Linked DNA regions of Bos taurus: region 2 is linked to region 1. A link is a contact called in public Hi-C data. All regions are on one chromosome and are shown on one strand. The core of a region is the stretch at or near the end of the contact, and the rest is flanking DNA. Distances in the headings are between cores, read along the strand shown.

Region 1 (7,027 bases), core at 2,540-5,039:
CAAACACCCGAGTTCCCATCCTGGCTGAGCCACCTAGGTCACTGGGGGCTGAGACCAGCCGCCCACCTCTCCAGTTTCTGCATCCGCGGGAAGGGTGACAGCTAGGCTGTGAGCACCACGCCGGCCGTGGGCGCCGAGCACGTCGTCTGACGCTGAACTGAGCGGTTTCTATTACCATTGTTTTCTTTTTTTTTTGACAGACCAGTACTTCTTGTCTGCCGGTGTAACCACTGGGGACTTTAATCACAGGGCTTAAACACAGTCACAACCCTGATTATAACTCAAAGGCCAAACAGTCTTAACGAGAGCCCCGAGACGGCGACTGTCATTAGTGGTGAATTACAGTCCCAAGCCGCTGCCCGGCCCCTTGATTCAGTCCACGCGCCGACGCTGGAGGCGCGGAGAACACGGTTTTCTCTAATTAGGGAAACCCTCACTTTCTTGCTCCATCTCTGTCTGTAAAAGAAGTCGGACGGCCTGCCTTTAAGTTCTCAAGTGAACCAATCGCCCTTCTCCGACAGCGGCCAGCTCCGAGCAGACGGCCAGGCCACCCCTCCGCTGGGCTGGCTGGGCCTTCACCACCCTAGTCACGAAGTGAGCATCCCCGTCACGGACCTGGGCCTCCTCCTTGCTCCACAGCCAGCACCTGAACTGTCACCCCCGGTACGAGGGCATTTTCTGGATTCTGCCCAGGACAAAGACCCAAGGAGAGCCGCCACTGCCATACCACCCAAAAGCCGAGGAAAACTCAGACCTCGACCCTCTGTGCTGCCCAAGGCCCCAAGCGGTTTTCGAGTCCCCGACCAAAGGCCTTCGGAGCACCACCTGAGTGCCCACACGGCAGGTCTGGGCTCATAAACAGAAGCTGCTCGCCCCGGGCCAGAGCGTCTGTATTCCTCCTGTCAGCACCTTCACAGCCCAGGTCTCATTACCCACCCCACCCCCATTCATTTTTAAATTATTTAAAAACAGGAAGGCTCTGCTACACGACCTAAGGCTGTCCGCAGCCCCGCTGGGGAGCAGACGGTCTCCTTCCTGCGGACGGCAGGTGAGGAGCCCCCGCCCACCTCACAGGACAGGGGGCAGGCCGGTCACTCAACCCCCACAGGGTCTTCCTTTCCAGCGGGCACATGCCCTCTGCGGACCAGAGCCCCCTAGACGCTCAGGGAGGCCCCAGTGCACCAACGCCACAGAAGCCAGCCATCCGGACACACACAGGGGCTCAAGCGCCAGAAGCCCTGCGAGAATGGAGATCAGCCCAGGTCCCCGAGAGGGTGCAGCCCCCAGAAACGAGGGCCTGGCTGGAGGCACACCGCTCCACAACGGGAACCCCACTCCCACGCAAAGCTTGGGTGCAGTCGGCTTCAAGAGGGAACTCCCAAACCAAGACGCATGGGGAGCTGGAAGGGGCCCCCTGCCGCCCACGAGATGACCGGAGACAGACAGGTGGCCCCGTCCACCCGTCTGCAGGTGCTCAGAACCACCCACATGGGTCAGACCCTGAAACATCGAGGGGAGCCCTGCGCTTCTCCGATGACACTGACTCACGAGACGGGCGCTGGGCCTGGCACTGGGATCCCTCACCTGTAACATTGCTCAGATATGCGGATACAAAGAGAAAGTGCGCTTCGGGCTTACAACCTCCCCTGGCGACATCACTCTCACTAGAACCTAATAATACTTTGTGTTCATCGTGCCCGAGCCATTACTCTGTTCCATCAGACAGCAAGAAACGGTGATTCAGGAAAAGCCGGCCCAGGGCTCCTCGTCTCTGACTGGCGAGGGTGAGGCCCAGGAGGGCAGGGGAAGCAGGGGTCACACGGAGCTGCCGACCATCGGCTTCCTGATGCCCGCTCTGGCTGAAGAGATGACAGGAGCGCCTCACAGGCCAATGGCTTGGAGGGACCACCAGGTTCTCCTCTCACGAAGGGCCCCTGCCTGCCTTGGTGGGAGATGCAGGCTCAGGGTGGCCAGGATCACGCAGGACACACTCGGAGACTTCCCTGTGTGGCTTCCAGGAAATGCCTCTCCGGAGCGTGGGAGGGCAGACTGCACAGGGACAGGCCCTGCCCATCCCCAGGCCACACCCCACAGCCCATCAGCCACGGCAGCCCAGCGGAGAGAAGGGCAGAGGAGGGGAGGCACCCACGTAGACGCCCAGGGCAGTGGCGGGGGGTCGGGGGGAGAACCCACCTCCCCAGGCCCCAGGACCAAGCTGGCAAACCCTGTCCCCATGAGTCCAGCAATGTCCAGACTGCGGGTCAAGACCCCTGCCCACGGGCACAGTGCTGCAGAAGCAGCGACATCAAGGCCGAGGCAGAGGGAAGGTCAGGAAGGCCAGGCCCCCGACCTGGACCAGGCAGGGAGTCTTCAGAGGGGCGGCGGTAGAAAGGAGTGGCAGGTTTACCGAGGTCCCTGATCCCAAGGGTCCCAGCTACCTGTTGTGAGACTGTTTCATCCTAGCAGGGGACAAGAGCAAACCCCTGGAACACACTCACCCAGCCGAACCGTGTGTCCCCGATGGGCCGGGGACACACGGCAGAGTCAGGGCCACAACAGCCGCCCAGAAGGGAAGGGCACCGCGGCCTCTCCTGGTGTTGGGATCTCTGCCCTGGGTGTGTCCAGTCTGGAAGTGGGGTGGGGGCTGCACCATCTAATGCTCTCGTCAGCCCCCTCCCCGCTTACTGCTGGGGAAACTGAGGCAAGGGAGGGCTCAAGGCCTTCCTGCCCAAGGTCACCGAGCAGATGCCATGCAGACAAGACCCCAAACTTCTCTCTCAACCGCTGCACAGCCCAGCTCATCCTGCCAGGCCCAGGCCTGAGACAAGTCCCAAGGCCGGGCTGCGATGGGGGCTGGGGCCCAGGCACCTCCATTTTTGTGGGGGGAGTGATAAACAGAACTAGGAAGGCGAGAAAGGAACCCGGCGCTGCAAAAGGTGTGCCCAAACCAAATCCTCCCCGCCTCCGGAAATGTAGGGCTGGCAACACCTCCAGGGTGGGCTCAGCTTCCCTCAGGTCCAGGGCCCAGGCCGGGGCACGGACAGGTGCCCCAGCCCACCTGGTGGTAAGCCTGCCCAGGGGTGCAGGGCCTGCCCGGGTCAGGGGGCGCCTCAGGTTGGGGACTGCTGCTCTACGCCTCACCTCCCAGCGAGGCTGGCCCCAGCAAAGCCCCACCAGCTAAAAGCCCGGGACAAAGGGAAAGGAGACGGGGCAAATCGAGGGGTGCGGGGAGGGCAACTTTTTGGTGGGGTCATCTCCAGGGGCATAGGGGCCGGGGTCGCCCTCCACCTCTCCTGTGTCCCCCAGGAGTGAGCTCCTAAGACGACATTCACCGCGCCCCAGCCTGGACCCGGCGGCCTGCGCCCCACCGACCAACCTCCCATCTCAGGCTCCGCGCCCACGGGACGTCCTCCTCTCCCCGGCCGGCCGGGCATGACGCGGACCCGGAGACGCCGGGGCCCGCGCGCGCGGGAGGGGGGTGGCCGTGACGCGCGCCCAGGCCGCGCGGGACCCGGGGGCGTGTATGCGGGGCGCGTCCGCGCGGGTCCAGGCTCGGAGGGCCGCTGGCTGCGGGCGCTGGGAGGGCACTGCCGGGTTTCGGGCCGGCCAGCCCCCGAACGGGTCTGCGTGGCCGGCGAGTGGGCGTCCGCGCGCGCGCGCCGCTTACCCTGCGCGGAGATCGGGGCCACCTCTCATCCACCCGCCGCCTCGGCGCGCCCCTCACCAGCCGCCCGGCCGCGCTGCACCTGCCGCCCGCGCGGGAGCCGAGCGGCGCCGGGGAGCCCGGAGGAGGCGGCGGCCCCGCGGGTCCGGGCCACTAGCGCGGAGGCGGCGGCGGCGCCAGGTCGCGCGCTCGCGTCCCGCTGCGCGGAGTCTGCGCGCCCCCGGCCTGGCCTGCGCAGCCGCCGCCCCGCCCTAATCCCCGCCCCGCGTCGGCACGCCCCGCCCGGCGTCGCCCCGCCCCAAGACCTGAGCCGGCTCGCCCCGCCCCGCGCCGCCGCGCCACGCCCCGCGCCGCGCCTTAAAGGAGCCGCGCCCCCTTGCACGGCCTTGGCTCTCCCCTCCCGCCCCGGCGCGGCGGTCCCGCGGGGGCGCGCCTGCCCTGGCGGGTCCGCGCGCGAGAACGAGCGCGGTCACGCGGCGCCGCCTTTGTTTGGGTGGCGCACGTGCGCCCCCGCCACCTGCACCCACGCGGACGCGCAGCGGCCCCTCAGGGCGGCCTTCCGCCGCCTGCGCCCAGGGCCTCGCGGCCCCGCGAGTCTATAGGGCGGACGCCACGGGCACAGCCACGCACGGGCACGCGTGCCGCTGCCCCTTCATCCGCTGTCCGCCGGCCACGCATCCCAGGGGCAGCCGCAGTGGGACCGCCTGTGGTTCCGACCTGGGTCCAAGACGGCCACCCTCCCGTGGCGACCACATCCCAAAGGAAACCGCCTTTGCCCTGACGCCACGGTGCCCACGAGGGGAGGGAACCTAGAGCCTGCAGGGGAGGGTCGGTGCCGGGCACGCACCCCCTCTAGGCTGGCATACCTAGCAAGGGCTGAGCCCCATGCCGAGGGAGGGGACTCCCTGTCCTCAGGATCTGGACTGCTTTCTCTAAGTCGCACCTTTGTCATTCAAGGAATGCCCTCCACCAACCCTCCACTCTCCTGCATCTTCCCTGCGGGGAGACCATGGGGGTGGGGGTGGGGAGAAAGCTAGGCCTGTCTGCCTCTTTGCGACCCCGACCCCATGGACTGTAGCCCTCCAGGGTCCTCTATCCATGGATTCCCCAGGCAAGAATACTGGGGTGGGTTGCCATTTCCTTCTCCAGGGGATCCTCCCGGTGCAGGGATTGAACCCAGGTCTTCTGCATTTTAGGCAGATTCTTGACCCTCTGAGCCACCAGGGAAGCCCCCCTACCAAAGAGAACCCTGCCCATCCCTAGCCTCCAGAATCTAAGGCTGGCTAGCTCACAGGTAGAGGGGACCACACCTCCAAAACCACAAGTCCTCATCCTGGGTTAGGGGGCCCCACAATTAATTTCTCATCCAAGCCTGACCTGGGGAATGCTGCTGGGGCTTAGAGTGGGAGGAGCCAAAAGACCCGGCCCACAGGCCCCCCCACCCCCAGCCCTCTCAGCCACCTCTCCTCCCCTGGGCCCTCTGGGCTCTGCCTTGATCGTCCCATCTGCTTTATGTGTCTTCAGCCCAGCTCCCCTGCTCCGCTGCAAACCCAGTGACAGCGGGAGTCCTCCAGGCACCTCCGAGAATCCACAGCTAACCCCACACCACACCAATGCCCTAATGCACCTCCCCACCTCCAATCCAGTCCTCAAGTCTCCCAACTCAAGTGCTCCGGAAGCATTCCCTGAGGCAAGTGTCAACTGAAAAAAATTTGCACAGCCTAAAAGTCGAGAATTATGTTCTATTTGGCAGACTCACTTAGCCTAGCATGGCAGCCTTTCAGATACCTCTGAGGGACTTGTTCCAAAGAGGTCAGGAAAGGAGCCTTGGGCTTCCCTGGTGGCTCAGCAGGAAAGAATCCACCCGCAACGCGGGAGGTGCAGGTTCAATCCCTGAGTCGGGAAGGTTAGCCGGAGAAGGAAACGGCAATCCACTCCAGTACTCTTGCCTCAGAAATTCCATGGACAGAGGAACCTGGAGGGCTGTAGTCCATGGGGCTGCAAAGAGTCGGACTCAGAGACTTAACAACAACAGGATATACACCAGTTTTGGTTTGGGGGATAGATAGAGAAAAAGTAGATGAACAACAAAAGATTACTGATAATCACAAAAACAGACATCTCAAACTAAAGATTTTAGTGCTTTTTCTTCATGGATCACAGCCTTGTCAAGGCAAAGGGGCTTGTGTAACTCAAAGAACCTCTATGAGCCAGGCCATGTAGACAAACAACTTACGGTGCAGAGTTCTGACTAAACATGGTTACCTGGAGGAAGGGGTAGTAAACCGCTCCAGGATTCTTGCCTTGAGAACCCCACGAACAGTATGAAAAGGCAAAAAGATACGACCCCAGAAGATGAGGCCCCCAGGACGCAAGGTGTCCAGTATGCTACTAGGGAAAAATGGAAGGCCGTTTACTCATGAAGAGGCTGGGCCAAAGCAGAAACGATGCCCAGCTGTGGGTGCGTCTCGTGGTGAAACTCCAGTGCTGTAAAGAACAATATCGCCTAGGAGCATGGAACGTTAGGTCCACGCGAGGTGGATGTGGTCAAGCAGGAGATGGCAAGAGAGGACACTGACGTCTTAGGAATCAGTGAACTAAAATGGACCAGAATCGGTGAATTTAATTCAGATGACCATTCTATCTACTACTGTGGGCAAGAATCCCTTAGAAGAAATGGAGTAGCCCTCATAGTCAACAGTAGTCCGAAATGCAGTACTCGGGTGCAATCTCAAAAACGACAGAATGATCTCGGTTCATTTCCAAGGCAGGTCATTCAACATCACCGTAATTCAGATATATGCCCCAACCAGTGACACTGAAGAAGCTGAAGTTGAACGGTTCTATGAAGACTTACAAGACCTTCTAGAACTAACACCAAATAAAGATGCCTTTTTCATCATAGAGGATTGGACCGCAAAAGTGGGAAATCAAGAGATACCTGGATTAACAGGCAACTCTGACCTTGAAATACAAAATGAAGCAGGGCAAAGGCTAACAGAGTTTTGTCAAGAGAACACACAGGTTGTAGAAACACCCTCTTTCAACAACACAAGAGATGACTCTACACATGGACATCACCAGATGGTCGATACCAAAATCAGATTGATTATATTCTTGGCAGCCGAAGATGGAGAAGTTCTCTAACAGTCAGCAAAAATAAGACCTGGAGCTGACCATGGCTCAGATCATCAACTCCTTATTGCAACATTCAGACTTAAATTGAAGAAAGTGGGAAAAACCACTAGGCCGCTCAGGTATGACCTAATTCAAATCCCTTATGATTACATAGTGGAAGTGACAAATAGATTCAAGGGATTACATCTGATAGACAGAGTGCCTGAAGAGCTATGGATGGAGGTT
Region 2 (7,027 bases), core at 2,521-5,020, 39 kb before region 1:
CCCGAGTCCTGGAGGCCGGGGGCCTCGGGCTGTGACACCTCACCCTGGGCTCCTGACAGAGCCCCCTCGGCCCTCTCTGCCTTCCCACAGCACCACCCCCTCAAGCTGACCCCCATTCCCGGGGGCGTACCCTGCAGAGCCGGAACCGACGGCTCCTCCCTTCTAGGAGCCCTGCCCACCTCTCTCCTCAAAGCCACCACCCCCCCAAGCCAGTGCGGAGACAATGGCCCTGCAGACAGGGACCTCTGGACACAGCCTGGCGAACCTACTCATCCCCGCTGACCGCAAAGCCAGGAGAAGCCTTCCCGCCTTTTCTGGGAGCCTCCTCTCCTGGGGGCACAAAGACGAATGAATATGCCCCATCGACATCCTGATCATTCCTCTCCCTCAAGTCCTTCCTCCGAGCACAGGCCTCCCGCAAGGCTGCGTGACCTCTAAGCCTGGAATGATGATTAGACCCCACGACGGTGGACACTGCGGGCCTGCTGCCTCCCACAACATATTTACATCAACTGCAGCGCAGAACCCTGCTGGCTCCTTGCACAGGACAAAGGCAACGCAAATCCCCAGAAATTTCCTCCTCCTGCACTCAGACGGAGAAGAAACGGGCGGCTGCTCCTCACCAGGCGGGAAGTGCCGGGCTGGTCACTCAGGAGGCGGTCTCCCCTCTCCTGGCCTCCCAACAGGCCCGTGTCCTCGGGGGCTGCTGGCTTCTGTCCCGGGTCTCTCCTTGGGCCCCGGGACACCCTCCAACCCCAGGCCCAGCTCGTGGCTTGTTCCAAGGCAGTCTGGCCTTCTGCCCACAGGCCCCGGACATTCCTGGCTACAGCAATGGGCTCCCCACACGTTCCGGCTCCATCAGTCAGGGGGCCATGAGGATCTCCTGTAGGTGGGGGTGGAGGTTCGACGCCACGTACAGGGTCAGCAGGAGGAGCCCCTCAAAGAGCCCCATGCTGACTTCCTACTGCTGCTGAAAGGAGTCACCACCGACGCCATGGCAGGGTGTATCCTGACAGCTCTGCGGTCAGAGTCTGAAACGGCGCTCAAGGGGCTTGAGGTGAGGCGAGGGCAGGGCTGGCCTCTCTGGAGGCTCCGGGGGAGAACCCATGTCCCAGCCTCTTCCGGCTTCCAGAGGCACCCACATTCCTTGGCTTGTGACCCCCGCCATCGGGGATACCACCCCAACCTCTGACTCCATCATCACGTCTCCTCCTCTTTCTCTGACCCCCCGCCTCCCTCTCCTGAGGACGCTCGTGACGCCCGAGTCCACCTGGATACTCCAGGCCCATATCCCATCACAGACCCTTCACTCAATCACGTCTGCAACGTCCCTTCTGTCACAAAAGGTGACACAGTCACAGGGTCTGGTGATGAGGACGTGGGCACTGGGATTCTGCCCACCAGACTCCACACAGACACAACTCTCTCGGGCCAAGGAGGCCAAGCAGGGCCTGGGAGGAAAAGGACGATCCCCCTCTTTCCATCTGGCCCAGAGAGGGTCTTCCCACTCCCAGGAATCTGGCGATTTTAGAAGGTTCGGGGCTTCTGAGTCAAGTTCCAGGCGGGATCCTGGCTCCTCTGGCCTCCAGCAGACGTCCTTCCCGTCCCCCAGCCGGCCCTGGCCACCTGCCAGGTCAGGAGACGGCACCAGGCCTTGGAGAGGTAAGCAGAGGCCAAAAAGCAAAGACGTGCCCTCCTCTGGAAGGTCATGGCCTCTGGGGGTGCAGGGGCCCCTGTCAGCCCCCTCCTCCCACCTCTGGGTGTGTGTTGCCGTCACCCAGAAACAGGATTTGCCAAACACCCCACTGATGGTGCTTCCGAGCTTGGCCAAACTGTCACGGTGAGAAGCACCCACGCAGAGGGCATCCCGGAATCAGCCTGCCATGAGCCTGGGACTCGCACAAGCGTGTCCCGTTGGAGGCCCACCCGCAGGTGGCTCTCATGAGCCTCTCGGCACCTCTGCAGCCATGCAGGTGGGCCAGGACAGGGACCGTCACACCTGCCCCCACACAGTCACAGGTGTGGGGGGGTCCCCTGGAGTAGGAGCCATGGGCAGGCAGGTGGGAAGGCCGCTGCACCAGCCGTCACGGGACTTGCCCGGGTCACGGGGCACGGCTCCCAGCCTGATGCTGCTCTCCTCTCCAAGCCCTGGTGCCGTCTGCTGACCTGGCAGGTGGCCAGGGCCGGCCGGGGGACAGGAAGGACGTCTGCTGGAGGCCAGGGGAGCCAGGATCCCGCCCGGAACATGACTCAGAAACCCCGAACCTTCTAATATCGCGGGGCATGCCCGGGGCAGAGGTTGGCACCATAATTTCCTCACTGCGCCCCGACCCAGCAGGACAGGTGAGCAGAGCCGGCTTCCACCAGGACCAGCTCCCAGGGGCACACAGCCCGCCCCCGCCCACCTCCCACGAGAACAGAGAGAATGTAACAGGGAGGAGGCAGCGGGGAGCAGTGTGAGCCCAGAGGGACCCTCAGACACACAGCTGCTGTGCTGACTTCCGGAAGCGCGGTTTCTGCAGCCAAGATGCCTCCTTGGTGCCACCTGGAGGCCACACAAGCCAGACTCCGCTCCAACAGGAGCCTCGGGCCCTACCAGGGCACCCGACACACCAGCGCTTTCAAAGGGACGAGGCGGACGCGGCTCCCCGAACGCAGGACCACCGCTCCCGCGGCCGGGCGTTTCCTGCTGCACCCGCCCACCAGGACCCAGGCAGCCCGCCCAGGCGGTCCAGCCCCTCCGCCTCCCCAAGATGCGCAGGGACAGCGCCCCCACGGCCCATCTCCAGGGAGACGGCGGGCCAGGGGGCACCTGCATTCATGCCCACCCACGCCCACCCACTTCCCAGCCCCCGGTGAAGACAAGGCGAGAAAGGAAGACGGCTCCGAGACTATTTTTAAACCCGTAAAAGTAGAACTCTCAAGCGAGAGTCCTCTTGGCACACAATTCAACAGGCCCCAGCCACCGCCGAAAATAAAAAATCAAGTGATGATCCTTAAAAAACTGCTTCCCACTGGCCAGGTGTGCAAATGCAGGGACCACCCGCTGCGCTGTTTCTGGGGCGTGGTCAGGTGGCAGGCTGCCCGCCTGGAAGCCCACCCGGGGGTCCCAGGCTCTGCCCTTCACATCCCTCCTCAGTGCTCCTTGAGTTCTCCCAGCCCCTGGCCTCCCAGCCCGGCCCACCCACTCCCCCAGCCTGAAGGCAGCAGAGCCATGCCTTCCCAAAGCGCCAGGTATGGGGTCATGAGCCGGGAGCATGCTTGTGGCAATCCCCCTGTGGCTTCCTGCACCCTCTCCCCTCGGGGAAGCCAGCTCATCACAGGCAAGGCCCTGCTTTCGCGGGGAACTTCCGTCTGCCTCTTCCCCAGCATTCACTGGCTGCTGGACACAGAGGCACCGTCCAGGAAGCGCTGGCATCACGCCGACAGCCAGCAGGCGGCGCGGCTCTAAGCTCTGACACGCCCACGAGACAGGCCGCACACCACTGCCTTTCAGACACGTTTTAGGAAACCGACCGGGGGCCTGGGGTGAAGGAGCAGAGCGTGAACATGTTTCTCATGTAAAATAAGCTGGAACAGGATCCCAGGCCGCGCTTCCACTCTCAACAGCTGATTTTCAGGAACCAGGGGCCGCCTTTCTGCAAGAGGTGGCAAGCTGACCTGACGGCCCCGGTCCAGGCTCCGGGGCTCTGAGCACGGCCAGCACCGACCCAGGGGACGTGTGTGCCCAGCCCCCACCCTGCTCCTCCTGCCAGCCGAGCGAGCCCTCGGGGCCTGGGCGGGGGAGGTGCCCGGCTGGGCACAGGGCCAGCTCGCCTCTGTCCAGCAGGGAGGCAGGAGCGGACATTCGCAGGAGTAAGCAAGAAACAGGCTCTCAGTTCAGAGCCGGCCCTGTGGGTCAGACACAGGCCCTTCAGGGCCCGTTTCGTCTCCTCCCAGGCCCCTGTGACACGCTCGGGCAGTTTCATCTCGTCTTCGTCCGCTGGTTATCCGATCTGTTTCCTCCCTTCCTGGCTGTCTGGGTCACCCATCTGCTGTCTTCCCGAAAGCGCAGAAACCACTCGATAAATGCATCACCACCAAGCTGAACTGTCCGACCCGGCCTCTGGCACGGACAGTTTATCCTCTCAGCTCAACATCGCAGAATAAACAGGAGCGGGGTCGGGCCTTTTTGGTTTGTTGCTCGTTTAGAGCCAGAACCCCAGAGAGACATCTGCAGGGTGGGTGCAGAGGTATCCACCCAATGCCACACCTGACCCCGACCCCGGCCGGCTGTGGGCAGCTGCCCCGCCGGACGCCTCCACCGGCAGACACTGGGCAGGCCTGAGGCCTGCTGCTTTCAATGGTGAGAAAGGGCTTCGTCAGCCTGAATCACCCAGACTGGCGCCCAGAAATTTCCTTCCTTCCAGCCTCGGCATCCAGAGGGGGGCTCTGCAGGCCGCGGGAGGCTGATGGCCACCCTCCTGCCCGCCTCCCCAGCCACCTTCTCCTGGAAGCCCTCCCACGGCGTCAGAGCTGGCCACACAGTCCCACTGCTTGTCGGGGCAGGAAGGGGAGTTCCCGGGAGCATCACGGCTCAGGGGCAAAGGGCCCCCCACTGCTGAAGCCTCCCTCCCCAGGAACGACCACAGTGGTGTGCCGGGGGCTGAGCCGCACACCCCTGGTACCACCCTGCAGCCCATCGAGGTAGGAGCCCACAGGCCTCACGTCCACCCAGGAAGAAGAAACAGCTCGGCAATATGGAACCCACACCCAGCTCAGGGCTGGCAACCCTGAGGTCCCAGAAGCAGCTCCCTCCAAGCTCCAAAATCCGTGCAGGTCACTCTGGGAGGCGCCTGCCCGTGCAGCTGACGATGGAGGAGCACTTCCCTTCCCAGAGCCCGTACCCAGCAGGCGATCGGTAAATGCACGCTCCTGCTCAGAAACCGCGCAGCAGTCTGCGTGTGTCCGTGCCCAAACAGCAGTAACAACTGAAATGCATTTCGGCCGAAATGAAAATGGATGGTGGCTTTTCATTTATTTATGTGCTTCTTTAACAAATTTAGCTTCCTGCTCCTGGTCCTGAGCCAGGACCCACTGCAATCTCCCATTCTTCATCCCTTCGCCATCTCCTCCCAGGAACACTTGTACTCTTCAATATTTAATAACTAAAGAAAGCCGCTGTAAGCCTGGGCTATTTCCTCCTCTCCGAGAAGAATAACAGTCTGCTTTTGGAGAAAAAGTACTACGGGTAATTGAATGGAACTTTAACACAGACCACTCAGGCGCTTTACAGATGGCGGGGGGCCAGGCTCTGGATGGTGGGACGTCCACACCACCCGCCCGCTCGGGGCTGAGTCAGAAGCCAGAAGCCTGGGGCCACCTCCGAGCAAAGCTCCCTGCCACCACCACCACCCCCTGCAGACCCGGGCGGGTTGGCCCGCCCAGCACACAGATGCAGGCTCAGAGGCCACCAAAACACCTCTGTGGGTCCACAGGGCGCCGACATCCTTCCTTCCACACTGTGCTCCCCTGGCTACCGGGATGAAGAGACAGGAGGCAGGGACAGGCTCTGTGCAGACTCCAACTCTGACCAGGTTTCCCTGCAACACCTCCTTCCGAGCACGGAGCTCCGATCGGAGCCTCGGGTTAGATGCTCAGGGTAGAGGAAGACGCACAGCCACACTCTCCAGACTTCCTGCTAAGAACCACCTGTAGCCACAGAACAGGCTGCAGGGGTGCAGTTACCACCTGTAGCCACGGAACAGGCTGCAGGGAGCAGGCGGGTTGCCCACACCACAGCCACAGGGCCAACCCACGTGGGACCGGAAGAGCTCTGAGAACCAGTCGGAGAGGCCTCCACGGTGTGACGCAGCGTGGGGAAAGCATGCCAACGTGGATATGAAGGGCTGGAGAACCACTCGGAGAGGCCTCCACAGTGTGACGCAGCATGGGGAAAGCATGCCAACATAGATCTGAAGGGCTGGTTTGCTGTTGTTTGATCGCCAAGCCACGTCCAGCTCTTTGTGACCCCGTGGACTGCAGCCTGTCACCCTCCTCTGTCCATGGGATTCTCCGGGCAAGAACACTGGAGTGGGTTGCCACTTCCTTCTGCAGGGGATCTTCCTGACCCAGGGATCGAATGTGTGTCTGCTGCTTGGCAGGCAGACTGTTTACCACCGAGCCATCCGGGAAGCCCATCTGAGGTGCACAGATACGGATTTATTTGCTTCTGTAGAAACCGATGGAAGGACGAGCTGTGCGGTTACAGACGACTGGTTATCTTCATGGGAAGAGGGACTGAGGGACCCTGGAGAGACGGCTGACGTCTCTGACTATTCCCTGACTCTGGAAACATGGAAAGAGTTCAGACCACCGCAACACTGCATCTAATTCTAGAATGAACACGGCAGTGTGCGTGGCGGGACAAAATGACATCCCAGACCCCCAGGTCAGATGTGCTGAGGACGCTCTGACCTCAGCCTCATCCTGAGGAAACACCAGACAAACCCAGCCCATGGCGGGGCCATCTGAGAACCAGGGAGGCGGAAGCACGGTGACTAAGACTCGTGGCCGTGTTTATAAGTCCCCGATCTCGTGAGGACACCAAACCCCCCTGCAAAAGCCCAAGATGCTCTAAGCAGAGAATCAGCTTGTTGCTTTGAAAGCTGGAATGTGAAAGGGAAAATTCAGCACGCCTCCTGCCTTTCTATACAAACTACGTTTCCGGGCAACCAAGGAGTTAAGTTTTCAGAAATACATTGATTAACAAATGGAGAAAGAAATGTCGGAAGTCGAAAATTACCATCTACAACCTCTAATGAGAAGATGGACGGAAGCCTTCAAGACAACCAGGTCATGATACACAAGAGAAACGGCCTCAAGGAAGCACACCCACCCACCACACCCTGTCCACCCCCACCGAGGAGGGGGCCTTCTGCAAGATCAGCCCACCCCCACTGAGGGACAGAGGACACGCTGGCTCGCGTGCTGGGACTGTGGGGATGCCCTAAGCAAGGTCCAGGGTGGGCAAGATGCACCTACCAAC

Evidence for each region. A called contact is a pair of places that touch in the nucleus more often than the background predicts.
Region 2: a Hi-C map of skeletal muscle shows a contact between it and region 1, with 4 times the contacts expected there. A contact is called at or near these places in 2 of 11 Hi-C or Micro-C datasets (liver and skeletal muscle).

What each region holds. Positions count from the first base shown.
Region 1 is chr5:116,834,933-116,841,959 of ARS-UCD2.0, reverse strand. GRAMD4 (GRAM domain containing 4) reads right to left here and starts at 3,789. Exons shown (of 19, transcript NM_001102263.2): 1 at 3,668-3,789. The coding sequence starts at 3,696.
Region 2 is chr5:116,874,069-116,881,095 of ARS-UCD2.0, reverse strand. The region is part of intron 3 of GRAMD4 (GRAM domain containing 4); the gene reads right to left. Among named protein-coding and RNA genes, the nearest start is that of GRAMD4, 39 kb to the right of the region's middle.